Regions from separate parts of the Rattus norvegicus genome. Here region 2 is linked to region 1. The links are chromatin contacts, called in public Hi-C maps. All regions are on one chromosome and are shown on one strand. Each heading gives the region's core, a stretch centred on a gene start, on an enhancer-like site or on the middle of the called end of the contact. The rest is flanking DNA. Distances are from core to core; before and after follow the strand shown.

Region 1 (7,237 bases), core at 4,447-6,946:
TCCCTTCACAGGTTCCCCTACACCCAGGCTGCCTCTGCAAGCCGGGAATCCAGAACAGCTTGAAAATGGGGTACAAGAGTGCTGACCGATGTGCTGTGTGTGCGTGCGTGCGTGCGTGCGTGCGTGCGTGCGTGTGTGTGTGTGTGTGTGTTATGAAGAAACTTTTGCAACCACCTCACGGCAGGGCAGCTCATGTCAGTACAGGCCTCCAGGCTTTCAAAGTGGGTACAACTTCCAGTCAGCCTGCCAGGAGAGCCTGGGCTCAGCCAAACACAACCATTTCCACTGAGCCTCCTCAACATGACCTCTTTACTGTTAATTAAGTACAAACCTCAGGGGAACTTGTTTCCATGGCAACCAGTAGGAGGATGTGTGTAGGAAAGCTGGCATCTCAGCTGGCCCTGAGGACAGTGTCTGCAGAGGTTCTCAGAGTCTCAGGCCCAGCTTCGGGAAACAGGGGTGCAGTATGATCTCAGCTTTGCAGCAGGTCAGTCAAAACAAGCAGTCTGTACAACACACCTGGTGGGGGCCTTTACTTGCACAAGCCTGGGTGTCCCAGTCAACTTGCTCTTAGTCCCTCAGCCCTTAGGAGGTAACACTATCACCACCCTACCCTCAGATTGGCAGAGAAGGGTCACACAGAAGGAAGCTGGTGGGTCGGTGGCTGTCCTGCCCAAAGCCAGGGAGATACGGCATTTTTGGAGGATGAGCAAGGGTAGACTTCAGTGCCCAAGGCCAGCCACAGATTAGGCTTGACTCAAAATAACTCAAATTTCTCAGAAACGAGGATGAGGAATGCACTGGCTACAAGTCTTTATTACCAAGGCCTTGAAGTAGAGGAGGAACCTGGTCGCTTGCACTCACAGCCCCTCACCTGGTACCAGCACTTCTTCCACTGGCTGGTGTTCAGGATCCAACAATGCATTAGTGCCAGGCCTGGGTTGGAGGGTAAGGTTATGACCTTCAGGAAGTTGGTCTGACCTAGTAGCTATGGAGCTGGTACCCCCCTTCACAAGAGTCATGCAAGGAAGAACAAGAACTGAATGTGACAGGAGCTACAACGCCGATCCTCAAAGTACCTGGAGAACTACAGTCATGGGGACGATGGAGCAGGGTGCAGACCCAAGAACACTAGCCACGTTTGGGGTTGCAGTGCGGATGTCTCAGAGGGATGGCAAGGTCGCTGCTCTGGAGGAGGTTACCGCCAAAAGCAGAAAGTTAGATCTGGTTTGCACCAGCATGAGAAGAGGGCGCTGGCTGTTCCAAGTGCCTTAGGAAGCCAGGCATGAATGCCTGTAATGTCATCATTCAGGAGCCTAAGGCCAGAGGATCATTGGCTGGAGACCAGCCTAGGCCACATAGTTCAAGAGCAGCCTGGGATGCACGGCAAGCCACTGCCTCACAGAAACAAAACAGCAAAGTGCCGGGGAGACATTCCCAGAAAGTACAAGTCAGCAGTTCATGGTTCCAGGGAGTCTTGCTGTGGGTCTAGATCGAAGAATGATGCAGGCAGCCATCACTCTGCTTGGTTACAAGCAGAGGGCAAAGCCAAAGCCCTGTTCGCAGACGCTGGGAGGCAAGAACGAAGTGCTACGAAGGGAGGCCACAGAATGAGGGACAAGCTAGAAGAGTCCAGCTGGAAGTGTGTGGGCAAACAGCAAAGCCACAGAGCAGCAGTGTGGAGTGAGCTCTACCTTGTAAAGGTTGCAGGGTAGGCAAAACAGAGGACAGGCGCTCCTCCTCCATAAGGTTTGGGGCTCAGGCAGACACAATGCAATGGCCAAATAAGGTCAACGTGTTCAGAGAAAATGATAAGGGGATGGGTACCTGGTGCTACAGCAAGGCACTGCGACTGGCATTAAGAGGCCAGGGTATGGCAGAATCATACTGGCTTAGAACTCAGAGGTAGTGGTTATGGGCCGATGAGCTACATGTATGGCCTCATAGGTAGAGGGTAAGCCAGTGTAGGGAGAGGGAGAGAGAAGAACACAGACATGAATACAGTCAGAGAAGGGCACGGAACTTCAAGGCTCATTTCTTAAAGACATTTTATGTGAAAACAAAAGGTGCGAGGTCCTGTCGGCCCTGTCAGCTCCGCAAGTCAGTTTGTGTGCAAATGGGGCTGGCCACAGTGGCAGGGAGGGCCGGCAGAGCGGGTGAGTCTATGGAGTTGTGCAACAAGGAGGTGGCTCAATCTCCCTCACAAGGGAGACTGGCTGTACGGGGTAGGGCAAGGTTCAGTACAAGGTCAAGTTCCCACTACACAAATGCTTTCATGGGTGGCCTCCAGCCCCATAAGGATTCCCAGCAGAGAGACCACTCCAGCACTGCCTGACTGAAAGCTACCCAGGGATGGAGGCATCTTTGATACTGGGAAGATTCTCAATGCCAAGGACACACATCTGTGCTCCTGGAAACATGGTCTTACAGCCCAGAAGGATCTTAGACCAGTGCCTCTGGACTGCAGTCTGCTCCTCTATCCACAGTTTGCCTCTTCCCTGGGGTCTGAATTGAGCCAGACTGCACAGGTCCATTCCTGACCAGCAGTCTCAGCCTGGTGTCACTGTCAACCCCATCCCGACGACCATCATTTGGAGAGGGCTCACGGCCACATTCCCTTCTGGTGTCAGCTTCAGACTCTTCAAGAACACGGACATGGTTTAAACCAGACATAAACAGGTTAGAGCACAACAGAAGGCCCTTGAGGAGTGTGGCCACTGGCCACGGTAGGCGCATTCAGCACTCTCAGATGCTCTCAATAGAACTGGCTCATTCTCATACAACATGGCTCTGACTCTGCCAGTGTCTTTAGCACCAGGGAGTAGCACTGGGTTTTGCCTTTTTCTTCTTCCTTCATACACAGGACAAGCCAAGAGGAGCTCGTTACGACAGAGGCAGCCGCAGTCGTCCTGACTTAGGAAGACGAATGACCCGTGATGATAATTTCAAAGGAATATTGTTTCTGTAGTCAGGTCCTTAGGAAGCCAGGATACCAGGTGGACAAGAGTCTGGCTGCCCTTGGCTCCCACTGGCTCACGTCCTTGTCCTCGACAAGAGGTAGGAGAGGATGAAGAAGGCCACAATTAAGACCACAGCCATACCACACAGAAGCTTCCGGTTGTCTCGCCCAGACCGTGCCACCGTGGAAAAGCGCTTCACACTCCCTGTGAGTAGGCCAGTCACACTTGTGAAATCTGAGTCCTGCGGGAGAGACCCAACGGGATCACATAGAGCTGGGATCTGTGACGGCCCAACTGTACTAGCGCTGAAGGGTTAGAGGCAGAAGAGCAGGCGGCATGGGGGTAGAGCTGACTATGATTTGTACGTAATACAGGCACTTACCATGCCATCTAGGTATCGGTTCTGGTCTTCCGTGTCCCTGTCGATGTCCAAAGCCAGCTGGTTGGGATACAGAAGGCACAGTCAAGCAAGGACACAGAGTGCAGTGCCCATCTTCCCTTCAGATTCTGCTAGGTACCTATTACTAGAAAAAGCTAAAAAGGCCAAGGTATTACCTGAAGCATTCCTCAGTCAGCACACCCACGGACAGCATGGCTTCCTTTCTACCCACTCAGCCCCACTCACCAAAGTGTCTCATGGAAGGGAAAAGGGCCACCACTAACCGATTTAAGCCTGGTGACCTTAGAGGCCAGGCTGTCAGCCATCCGCTTGTTCTCTCTGTCTAGAATCTCCTCCACAGCACCAGAACTCTGAGCTGCAAGACAAAGAGGCTGAAGGGTAGAATTCACTCATAAATGTGGTCCTTGGCTCCTTGCTCCAGTGGAGCCTGGCCTGGTGAGACCTCTAAGGGCATTCCACCCATATCCTTCTGCTCACTTAGCATGTTCCACCCTATGTTCCAACAGGTAGACCACCTACACACCAGACAGGAAGCATGGGTCATGGGAGTACTTGTGTGCAATGCCCAGGCAGAGACAGGGAACCAGCAGGTCAATCTACACTACCCTGTTGTATACTGTTCCTGGACCAAAATGAATATTGCCTTAGCTGAAATCACCATCTGAGAGTATGGGACAGGTCTCAATCTGGTAGGGATTATAGGGAAAACAGAACAGAACAACAAAGCAGGTGACAGGAAGGCTGTGTGGGGATGACTTAGGAATCAAGTCCAAGGTAAGTGTAAGAAAGGCCTTTTACTGTAGAAACTACCAATCCCTACTGCTACAACCCACACAGGATCTCTAGAAGCCCCAGAGCACTCTCCTGTGGAAACCTTACTCCGACGGACAGAGACTAGACATGAAGAATTTCTGTCACGGTATGTAGTTGAGAATCACCTGCCTAAGTGTGACTGGCACTGGTCTGAAGCATAAAAATCCAGCCTCGATATGACCCACCTAAGGGGAAAGCCAGCAGCACCAGCAAACAGGGGCGACCAGACTCTAAAAGACAGACGGCTGTGTCCTACCAACCACTACATAGTTAGTATAGTAGAAGCCTCAGTATCACAACTGTCAGACTGAACACAGGCACGGGGGCGGAGGGTGTGTGTGAAACGAGGCACTTGAGCCCTGTAAGTCCCTGCTTGGACCTTCTGCTTCCAGCCCTTGGCATCAACCATACACACAAACTGATGTCATGCCGGCTTGGGTTCCAAGGCAGTGCCAGTTGAAATCTGGCCCTGTTTTTCCTGGAATACGTAAGCGCCATCCCACGCAGATCCCTCCACCGAGGAAAAATTGATGGCTCGTACTCCAGACTTAGACCTTGCCTCCTATCCCAACTACCTTCAGGTGCGCTCACCTCGAGTCCAATCTGCCATCGCGCCTTCCGAGGTCCCACTCGGGGAGTAGGCAACACAGCGACGGACGTGGCACCACTACCTGGGTCTTCCGGTTCCGCCTCAGGTCTAATAACTTCCGGGAGAAGAGTCTGAAGCGGAAGAAACAGACTTGTAGTTCTACACTGGAATGTAAATAAGGGAAGGGCGGGCCGCCAGCATTCGGGCCTACGGATTGGTCAGCAGTATTAGTCCCGCGCTGTGGGTATTACCCGGAGCAGGAGCTCAGACCCCAACCTGGAGCCGAGGGTCGGGTACCTCGGGCGCTGCAAAGTCCCCAAGTGAGAACGACAGGATGGGGAGGACGAGCAGAAGCGAAAGAGACTGGCAAAGGACCTGACACTGAGTAGAGGCAAGCGCCGGTTAGCACAGCGGGCGGCATTATCCTCTGGAACATTGCTTGTGTCACCGTGGGGTGCACCGACTCTGCCTTAAGCTAAGTGGCATGCAGACCTGGCTCCCCACTATACAACGTTCCTACGCTTCTAACCCCAGACACGCCGCGGCTAGCCGCCCCTCCGTTGCTCCTCCCGCGGGAGTCGCTTTTCCACCGGTGTTCTTCACTTCCTTCTCTCCGATCCTTCCTCATACACTCTGCAATTGCCCTTTTCTTTTGATAACCACATTATTTTGGTGGTTTGGTTTTTTGATTGTTTTTAGATAGGTCTGCCCGTTTCTGCCTCTCGAGTGCTGAAATTTAAAAAAGCGTGCGTTACTATGCCCGGCTAACCACGTACATTATTTTGACCATCCAAGTCGTACTTCTCTTTCCTTATTTCCCGTGGAAGATGAGCATCAGGAAGATGACCGCGAGAATCGTCTTCCCCAACTGACTAAGCGGCCAGGAGCCGGCGCTCCCTCTTTTATCACAGTACGGGAACAAGAGTGTAAGGAGAAAGGTTTACGCGCCGGCCAAGCCACACCCCACTCCCCACCCCCGCCCGCCAGGAAGTCGGGCTAGAGAGAAGGGCTCAAAAGGAGGATACTGCTTAGTTAGCTAGCATCGCTGCTCCAAGACAAGCCGCTCAGCGGCCACAGCCGGGTTGCTCCACCTTAAGCCGGAGGCCAGCCCCGCGCCTGTACACACCCTAGGCTCGGCTGTTCTCCCAGCATTCCTCACGCGTGGACGCTGGGCTTCCGGACCTGGGCGGAGTCCCCGGGTTTGGCCGATTGCGTCTTCCCAGCCCAAGTCTTCTAGCACCCCGTGCCAGGGGCCATGGAGCCCCGGGCAGTTGCGGATGCCTTGGAGACGGGAGAGGAAGATGCGGTGACAGAAGCTCTGCGGTCGTTTAACCGAGAGGTGAGAGGCATCCAGCTGCCGAGGAAATTGCAGGAAGTGAGGAAGCAGCCGGTTGCTCGCCACTCGGCTGGGGTGTGCGTGCGAGTGTGGCAGGGAGCAGGGCGGTGGGTGGTGGGCTGGGCCACGGCGGTGCCTCTGTGGTAGTCAGGTGTATGGGTGGCGAGGGTGGGCCTTGCTTTACGTACACAGCGATGGCTGCTGCTTCAGAGGTAGAAGCAGACCTGCTGCTTCTCGAGGAGCACAGGTCCTACCTGCGTGTGGAACTGAGCTTCCTGGGTCTCCCTGCAGCATTCCCAGAGCTTCACCTTCGATGATGCACAGCAGGAGGACAGGAAGGTAGGTGTCAGCCCAAGGGGGTTCCTAGGGCAAGCACGGGCTGCCCCAAGAAGAGGGCCTAGTGGAACCATTTTTGTCCCTTCCCACAGAGACTCGCAAAGCTGCTGGTCTCCGTACTGGAGCAGGGCTTGTCACCAAAACACCGTGTCACCTGGCTGCAGACTATCCGAATCCTATCCCGAGACCGCAGCTGCCTGGACTCATTTGCTAGCCGCCAGAGTTTACACGCACTAGCCTGCTATGCCGACATTGCCATCTCAGAGGAGCCCATCCCACAGCCCCCAGACATGGATGTCCTCCTCGAGTCTCTCAAATGCCTGTGTAATCTTGTGCTCAGCAGTCCTACAGCACAGATGCTAGCAGCAGAGGCTCGACTGGTGGTGAGGCTAGCGGAACGTGTGGGACTGTACCGCAAAAGGAGCTATCCCCACGAAGTCCAGTTCTTTGACTTAAGGCTCCTTTTCCTGCTAACAGCCCTTCGCACTGATGTGCGCCAGCAGCTGTTTCAGGAGCTGCATGGCGTGCGCCTGCTGACCGATGCGCTGGAACTGACATTGGGTGTGGCCCCCAAAGAAAACCCTCTGGTGATACTTCCAGCCCAAGAGACAGAGCGGGCCATGGAAATCCTCAAAGTGCTCTTTAACATCACCTACGACTCTGTTAAGAGGGAGGTTGATGAGGTAGGTTGTAGTCTGAAGTCAATGGGTGGGACTCAGCTCAGCTGGGGCATTTTGTGGGTTTGCTTCCCTGTGTGCCTCAAGTTGCAGGGTGTCGGATATGGCAAGGACTAGAGGACAATC
Region 2 (6,724 bases), core at 1,056-3,555, 240 kb after region 1:
AGAGATGACTCAGCAGTTAAAAGCACTGGGTGTTCTTGCAGATGACTCAGGTTGAGTTCCCAGCACCAGCATGGCGGCTTAAAACCAGTTCCAGGAGATTCGACACCTTTTTCTGGCCTCTGTAGGCACCAGACACTCCAGACATGCATATAGGCAAAACATCCATATACATAAGGATTAAAAATCTTTAAAGAAACAAATACAGGCCTTTTTCTTTTTTAAGTGCACACTTCCATCAGTGGGGCTTGTTGTCTTATTGCCGGCTTGGTTAGGCTGAAACATTTCCCTCTGTGGTTGGGGTGGGATGTGGTCACAGCCAGATGTGTTAACAAGAGGAACAGCTGTCTAGCTGATCACGACTTGCCTACTCACCATCGTCTACCACCTTTACCCTACTTGCTGGATTCCAGGTGAAGAGAGGAGAGTCTCTGTCTTGGGTCCCCTAGAGGGTCGGGAACTCTTCCCTGCTAGTGCGCTTCTCTGCCCACTTTGCTGGCTTTCCAACATTTGCTTTCTTAAAAAATGCTATTTCTTTTCTGTCTCTGTCCAGTCAAACGTAAGTTCTATGACAGCAGAGACCTTCTCCTCCTCCTCCTCCTCCTCCTCCTCCTCCTCCTCCTCCTCCTCCTCCTCTTCCTCCTTCTTCTTCTTCTTCTTCTTCTTCTTCTTCTGCTTCACTATTACACCCTCAAATCTTCCCCTTGTGAAGATGTCTCTTAGCTGGATGACTACCAGGATGCAAAAGTGGCTACAACACGTACCTCGTAAGGGGTGTGTGTGTGTGTGTGTGTGTGTGTGTGTGTGTGTGTGTGTGTGTGTGTGTGAAACAGAGCACTATTTGAGGCAATGGTTATAACAAGGTTATAATAATGGTTATAATAGGATATAGACAAGTGCAGGAATCAGAAACAAGTCAGAACAGGGAGCCAGATGATGAGAACAGCAGGTGATGCTTGGAAGAAAGTTTAAAAAAAAAACTGTCAGAAAAAAATTAAAAGTTAAAAAAAAAAGATAGAAATGTGGCCAACTTGATTTTATGTCCTAAGGATACATAGTGATGGTGGGGCAATGTTAAAAACAAAAGGCAAGGGGCTGGGGATTTAGCTCAGTGGTAGAGCGCTTACCTAGGAAGCGCAAGGCCCGGGGTTCGGTCCCCAGCTCCGAAAAAAAGAACCAAAAAACAAACAAACAAACAAACAAACAAACAAAAGGCAAGCCAGGTGTTGTGATACATGCCTTGAATTCCAGCACTCAGAAGGCAGAGGTGAGCAGATGTCTAAGAGCTCCAAACCAACTAAGGCTACATAGTGAGACACTGTCTCAACATCATACAAACAAAACCAGCAAAGCAATCTTGCAAGCAGCACCAGTGAGTTGACAGTGGTGCTTGGGGTATGAGATGGCCCACTGCCTGCTGAGCTGGAGGCCACCCCTTAGAACAGACACCGGAAGGTGTCCAGTCATCTCCACTGGGGCACACCCACTCTAGGGTGCGAAGGTCTCTAAATGACTCCACCTCGTTCCAATGGCGTCTTTCCAATTAAGGCCATGGCATCACGGAGGAAAGGAAACTATTCAAACGGCCAGTCCACATTCCTAACCCACGAGCTCTGCAGGCTCATAGCAGCTTCTGCTACACCAACTGAAGTACCCTGGTCAGTGGCTGGAAGCTCAAGGAGAACCGGCTTGTGGTAGGTGAAAGAGAGGTGGTAGTCAGGAGGATTGGGATGCACCAGCGAGAAAGCAAATGGAGTGCACAACTGAAGCAGTCTGGACAGAACCAGCTCCATCCACCTGTCCTATTTCACAGCTAAACGAGAACATCCCAGCCTTGTTCAAGTCCGACTGAGAGATGGGCTGAGCTCCTTCTCTGTGTGTTCATTATTCCCAGCGTTTTCCCATACACGCAGCCTGATTCCCGCAGCACCCCTCGTCCCTGCCATGGCCTCTACAGTAACAACCACTTCTTACATCTCCCCGACCTCCCTGATGTCCCTCATCGCCAATTTGGTCCCTACAACCCCCGCATCCCCAAGCGCGCGGCCGACGAACACCAGGTGAATGCGCGCGTCGTGTGGATTGCTGGCACACCCTAACGCGCCACCCCGCCTCCGAGCATCACGGATTGGTTGTAAGCAGGCTGGCCGCGGCCGATTGGCTCGGGCAACGCGACCGTCGGTCCCGTTTCACGGTGGGTAGCACCGCAGCGTGGATGCTGCTCGGTCCCGCGGCGTCCAGAGGAGCGTGAGCAGCCGGGAGGGGCGGGCGGGGGAGCGCCTCAAGGAGCCGCTCCCGCCGCCCACCCCGACCGCGGCCCGAGCAGCCCGGGAGTCGTGGCCGAATCCCGTAGCCCCCGCAGCGGACAAAGGACCATGCGGTGCTGCAGGCGCTGAGCGCAGCAGGGTGGGCCGGGGGATGTGGGGCGGGGCAGGCGGGGCCGGAGGGCCGCAGCGACGCCCCTGAGTGTGGCGCCACGATGCCGTGGTTCCCGGTGAAGAAGGTCCGCAAGCAGATGAAGCTGCTGCTGCTGTTGCTGCTGCTCACCTGCGCCGCGTGGCTCACGTATGTGCACCGGAGCCTGGTGCGCCCGGGCCGCGCGCTACGCCAGCGGCTGGGCTACGGGCGAGGTACGCGATGGCGCGGGGCAAGAGGGCACGGTGTTCCCAAGGCGCGGGGGTCTGATTGCCCAGAGCCCCTGCTGTCCTGTTCCAACCAGCTCCGCTATATTGGGGGAGGGGTCGCGACTCTGTTAGGCGGGACGCCCAATGACGTCAGCAGTAACGCCAGGGACCCTCGGGACTCATCCCTAACCTTTTTGGACCCTGGAATCTGTCTTAGATCCGGTGGTGATGGAATTAACGGTGGGCCCTTGGGGGAACCGGTGCCCTCAGCCAAGAGGCCTGTCAGGCCATTGCCTACTTAGCAGGGCCTCAGTTTCCTCATCTGTTGGAGGGTGGGGAGGTAAGGGTGGTGTTGAGGGATCCAGCTGCCTGGAGTGGCCAGAACAGCTGGAAACCCTGGGTTCACCTGTGACTGAAATGCCTGTGGGCTAGGGACCAATGCTAACTTGAGTAAACGCTTGTTGTAGTCTGCACACTTAAGAGTGGGTAGAGGATACACAAAGCAACTTAGGCCTGGTAAACCCTGAGGGCAAGAAGCTGGGGAGAACCTCCGGAGGTGGTGGCCACCATCACACACACCCTTTGCGGGGAAAGCTTCAGAGCAGGGTGAACATCAGTGACAGCTAGGTAGAAAAAGACCAGGGGAGGAACCTGGAGATTCCTAACCAAGCCAGATAGAGCTCCGCCTGATCTTTGTGAAGGAAGCTGATGAGCTGAGGATTTAATGGGAGGGGAGCAAGTGTCTGCTCTCAAAGTCTCAGAGCAGGGACACTGGCTCACAACGTCCTAGTCCACTCCACCTGATGGATCCAGAACTCCCTTTTCAGCCCTGCTCCTGTCTCCTGCCTGCAGAGGCCCCCTGCCTCCTCATATGCCTGGACAATTGTTTCCGCTCATCTTCCACCAGATCCTGAGCCAAGGATCTGAGACAGCTCCCAGCCCCCAAGAAAATCTATGGGTCATCCCAATCTATGTACCTTATTAGCTATGACATCTTCAAGATATCCTGCCACAGCTCTATCCCTAAGAGATAAGTCTGGACCCAGAACTGACCTAGTACCCAATAAAGCCAGCCCTCATCAGCTGCTCTTGTGGGTTCAGCTGACTTCCTGAGCGATTTGTTTCTGTCTGAGACTAACCAGGAAGGAGTGAAGACAGGGAGCCCCACTGTTGAAAGTTAATCATTAGGGCACCTGGCTCTGACTCCTCCTAGGTGGGTTGAAAATCAGCCCTGCCCAATGGCACTGCTAGAAGCAGCCTGGGCTGCACAGATGGAGCCCTAGCCACACACACTCTACTCTGGGCTGAAGCCCCATCTCCTATCTGGGCACCTGGGACCCACCAGGCACCACAAGGCATGTGAGAATTTGAGCAGCTGCATGTGCCTAAGACTTTCCTGACAGTGTAGTCAGTCTTCCATACGGGCAACATTCAGTGGGTGTCCAGCAGCCTGCGCTTACAGATATCTCCAAGTGAGAATGGGATAGACACCTCTTTCCACGCCCTCTGTGCTGAGGCTTAGCCCCTGCAAGGCCGCGGTGTTGGCCTGAGCTGAGACCCCACTTCAGAAAGTTCCCATTGTACTCAAAATGCCTAGACTTAGCTTGATGGGTTATGGGTATCCAGGCCAGGCTCTGGGAATTTGACCGGGAGTCTTACTTACTTCCTGACTTGTCAAAGAAGGATCTAGAATGTGGAGCGCCACCAAAATTTCAAGGGAGGAGACCATACAGGCAGCCCCTCACCTAGAGACTGTTCAGACTTGTCTGGTGTCAGCTGTACCTTCCAATAGCCTAGCTTCTGAGATCTGCACCTAAGGGCAGATGTAGATGCAAGGCGTGGCTTTGAAACAGGAAGGATTCCTGAATCTAGTGTCTCTCACTGGAAGCCTCAGGAGGGGTGGGACTGGGATAAAGTGAATTGGAGACTCAAGTCCAGAAGAGTGGACACCTGGGAATATGGTGGGCATGCAACTTACGGAGAAGGTCCAAGAAGTGGGACAAAACAAGGTACAGGAGCAGTCTACCCCAAACTGGAGGAACCATAGTGGACATGTCTTATCTAGAGAGAGTGGACATATATATCTAGAGAGAGGAGGCAAACACCCCAGCACACGGGAAAGGCATCAAGGGTGTGAGTCCATCTGGAATTCTTCCCAAGAATGGATTTCTCCCATTCTAAGAGGATCACCAGATGGGTGTGAGTGTGTATAGTTTCACACTAGCCTGAGTGTATATATAGCCCTGCTCCCGGTTCTCACTGGAGACTGGGGAAGAGCTGGTAAAAAAGACTCTTGCTTTGAATCGCCCACCCAAGGTAGGGTCTAGAAGGGCCCCCAAATGACGGAGCAGAAGTGGAGGCTTTAGCAATCCTCCTTGCCCTGCCCCTCCAGCTGACCCCAACAACAAAGATACTAGCTTTAGAGGGTCTGAGCTCTAACACGCTTCCCATACATCTGCAGACGGTGAGAAGCTGACTGGTGTGACCGATAGCCGGGGTGTCCGGGTGGCATCATCCACACAGAGGGCAGAGGACTCTAGTGAAAGCCATGAAGAGGAGCAGGCGGTAAGGAGTGACCGGGAAAACCCTATTCACAAGGAGCCAGTCTCTCGGATGGATAGATATGGCCACGGGTTGTAGGGGAGCCCAGCCTGGATACTGTGTCTGGGTAGTCATGAATGGTATGCAGTCTTATCAGTGACCGCAAATCTGCTGAGGGTACCTGTGTGGAGAATACATAGGTGATGTGACTGGATGTCCAAAAGGGGAACCATGAAGTTCTACTCTGTGTGTGTCTAGACGGACTGTGCAGTTGGGCCACTTCCTGCCTTTAGAACTCTGACATGGCTACTCTTTCTTGCAGCCTGAGGGGCGGGGCCCAAACATGCTGTTTCCTGGAGGAGCTAGAAAGCCACCCCCACTGAACCTCACCCATCAGACACCCCCATGGCGGGAAGAGGTGAGCTCTGTTGAGTTGGGCTGGGCTGGGTTGGGAGGAGGGGTGGAACAGACTGTATAACAGCTAACGTCCCTTCTGACCCCTAGTTCAAAGGACAGGTGAACCTGCACGTGTTTGAGGACTGGTGTGGGGGTGCTGTGGGCCACTTGAGAAGAAACCTACACTTCCCACTATTTCCTCATGTGAGTACCTCAGGAACATACAGGTTGGCCAGGTGGGCAAGGCAGGCACTGAGCTGTGAGTCAGTGGCTGCTGCACTGCCTACAGACCCGCACGACGGTGACAAAGTTAGCCGTGTCCCCTAAGTGGAAGAACTATGGACTCCGGATTTTTGGCTTCATCCACCCAGCCAGAGATGGTGAGTAGGTTGGGGATGGCAGGGGCAGAATGTCTTGAACAGTTCAGCTTCCTGAGCCTCTGTCCTGTGGACTAGGAGACGTCCAGTTCTCTGTGGCTTCGGATGACAACTCTGAGTTCTGGCTGAGTTTGGATGAGAGCCCAGCAGCTGCTCAGCTTATAGCCTTTGTGGGCAAGGTAGGTTCTGCCCTCTTGCCCTAGCTCCTCTGTCTACACCACATCTGTCTTCACTGGACCTCCTGCAGCTTCTTGGGAGTACAGACGGAATGTGTCCGATGCCCACAAGGAGAATGTGGTCATTCCTTTGTCCCCCTTGCATCACCCCTAGACTGGCTCTGAGTGGACCGCACCTGGAGAATTCACCAAGTTCAGCTCCCAGGTGTCTAAGCCACGGCGGTGAGTAACTTAAGAATGTATGTATTCACATGTGTGTGCACATCTGTGTTGGTGTATGAGAGGGAGGCTGGGTATTGCTCTTGCCCATGTTACATAAGTCTTCCTGAGGGACCATCCCAGAGGAATGTGAGATTCTGTCTTCTTCCTCTGCGCTCTTACTCTATTTGGCGGGAGACAACTTTAGTTCCTTATGTCCACAGGCTCATGGCCTCCAGGAGATACTACTTTGAACTGCTTCACAAGCAAGATGACAAGGGTTCAGACCATGTGGAAGTGGGTGTGAGTGCGGCCTGCCCTCTGAAGGAGCCCCAAAGACCGCAGCTCCCCAACCCTATCCACTTCCTCTGTCTTTGGACAGTCACTGCAGGGTGGTTTCCAACCAGAAGGGATT

What was found. A called contact is a pair of places that touch in the nucleus more often than the background predicts.
Region 2: a contact with region 1 is called in a Hi-C map of mammary epithelial cells, with 3 times the contacts expected there. The contact joins the promoter of B4galnt4 here to the promoter of Bet1l in region 1. A contact is called at or near these places in 8 of 12 Hi-C or Micro-C datasets (Schwann cells, frontal cortex, hepatocytes and 4 more).

What each region holds. Positions count from the first base shown.
Region 1 is chr1:205,359,010-205,366,246 of GRCr8, forward strand. Bet1l (Bet1 golgi vesicular membrane trafficking protein-like) reads right to left here and starts at 5,697. Exons shown (of 5, transcript NM_019368.4): 1 at 5,539-5,697; 2 at 4,765-4,893; 3 at 3,624-3,715; 4 at 3,343-3,399; 5 at 2,032-3,201. The coding sequence starts at 4,783. The coding sequence ends at 3,034. It overlaps Ric8a (RIC8 guanine nucleotide exchange factor A), which reads left to right and starts at 5,787. Exons shown (of 10, transcript NM_001100520.1): 1 at 5,787-6,101; 2 at 6,390-6,437; 3 at 6,527-7,117. The coding sequence starts at 6,018.
Region 2 is chr1:205,598,684-205,605,407 of GRCr8, forward strand. It overlaps B4galnt4 (beta-1,4-N-acetyl-galactosaminyl transferase 4), which reads left to right and starts at 2,306. Exons shown (of 20, transcript NM_001107562.1): 1 at 2,306-2,627; 2 at 5,083-5,186; 3 at 5,485-5,580; 4 at 5,667-5,762; 5 at 5,848-5,938; 6 at 6,014-6,114; 7 at 6,266-6,333; 8 at 6,534-6,612. The coding sequence starts at 2,477.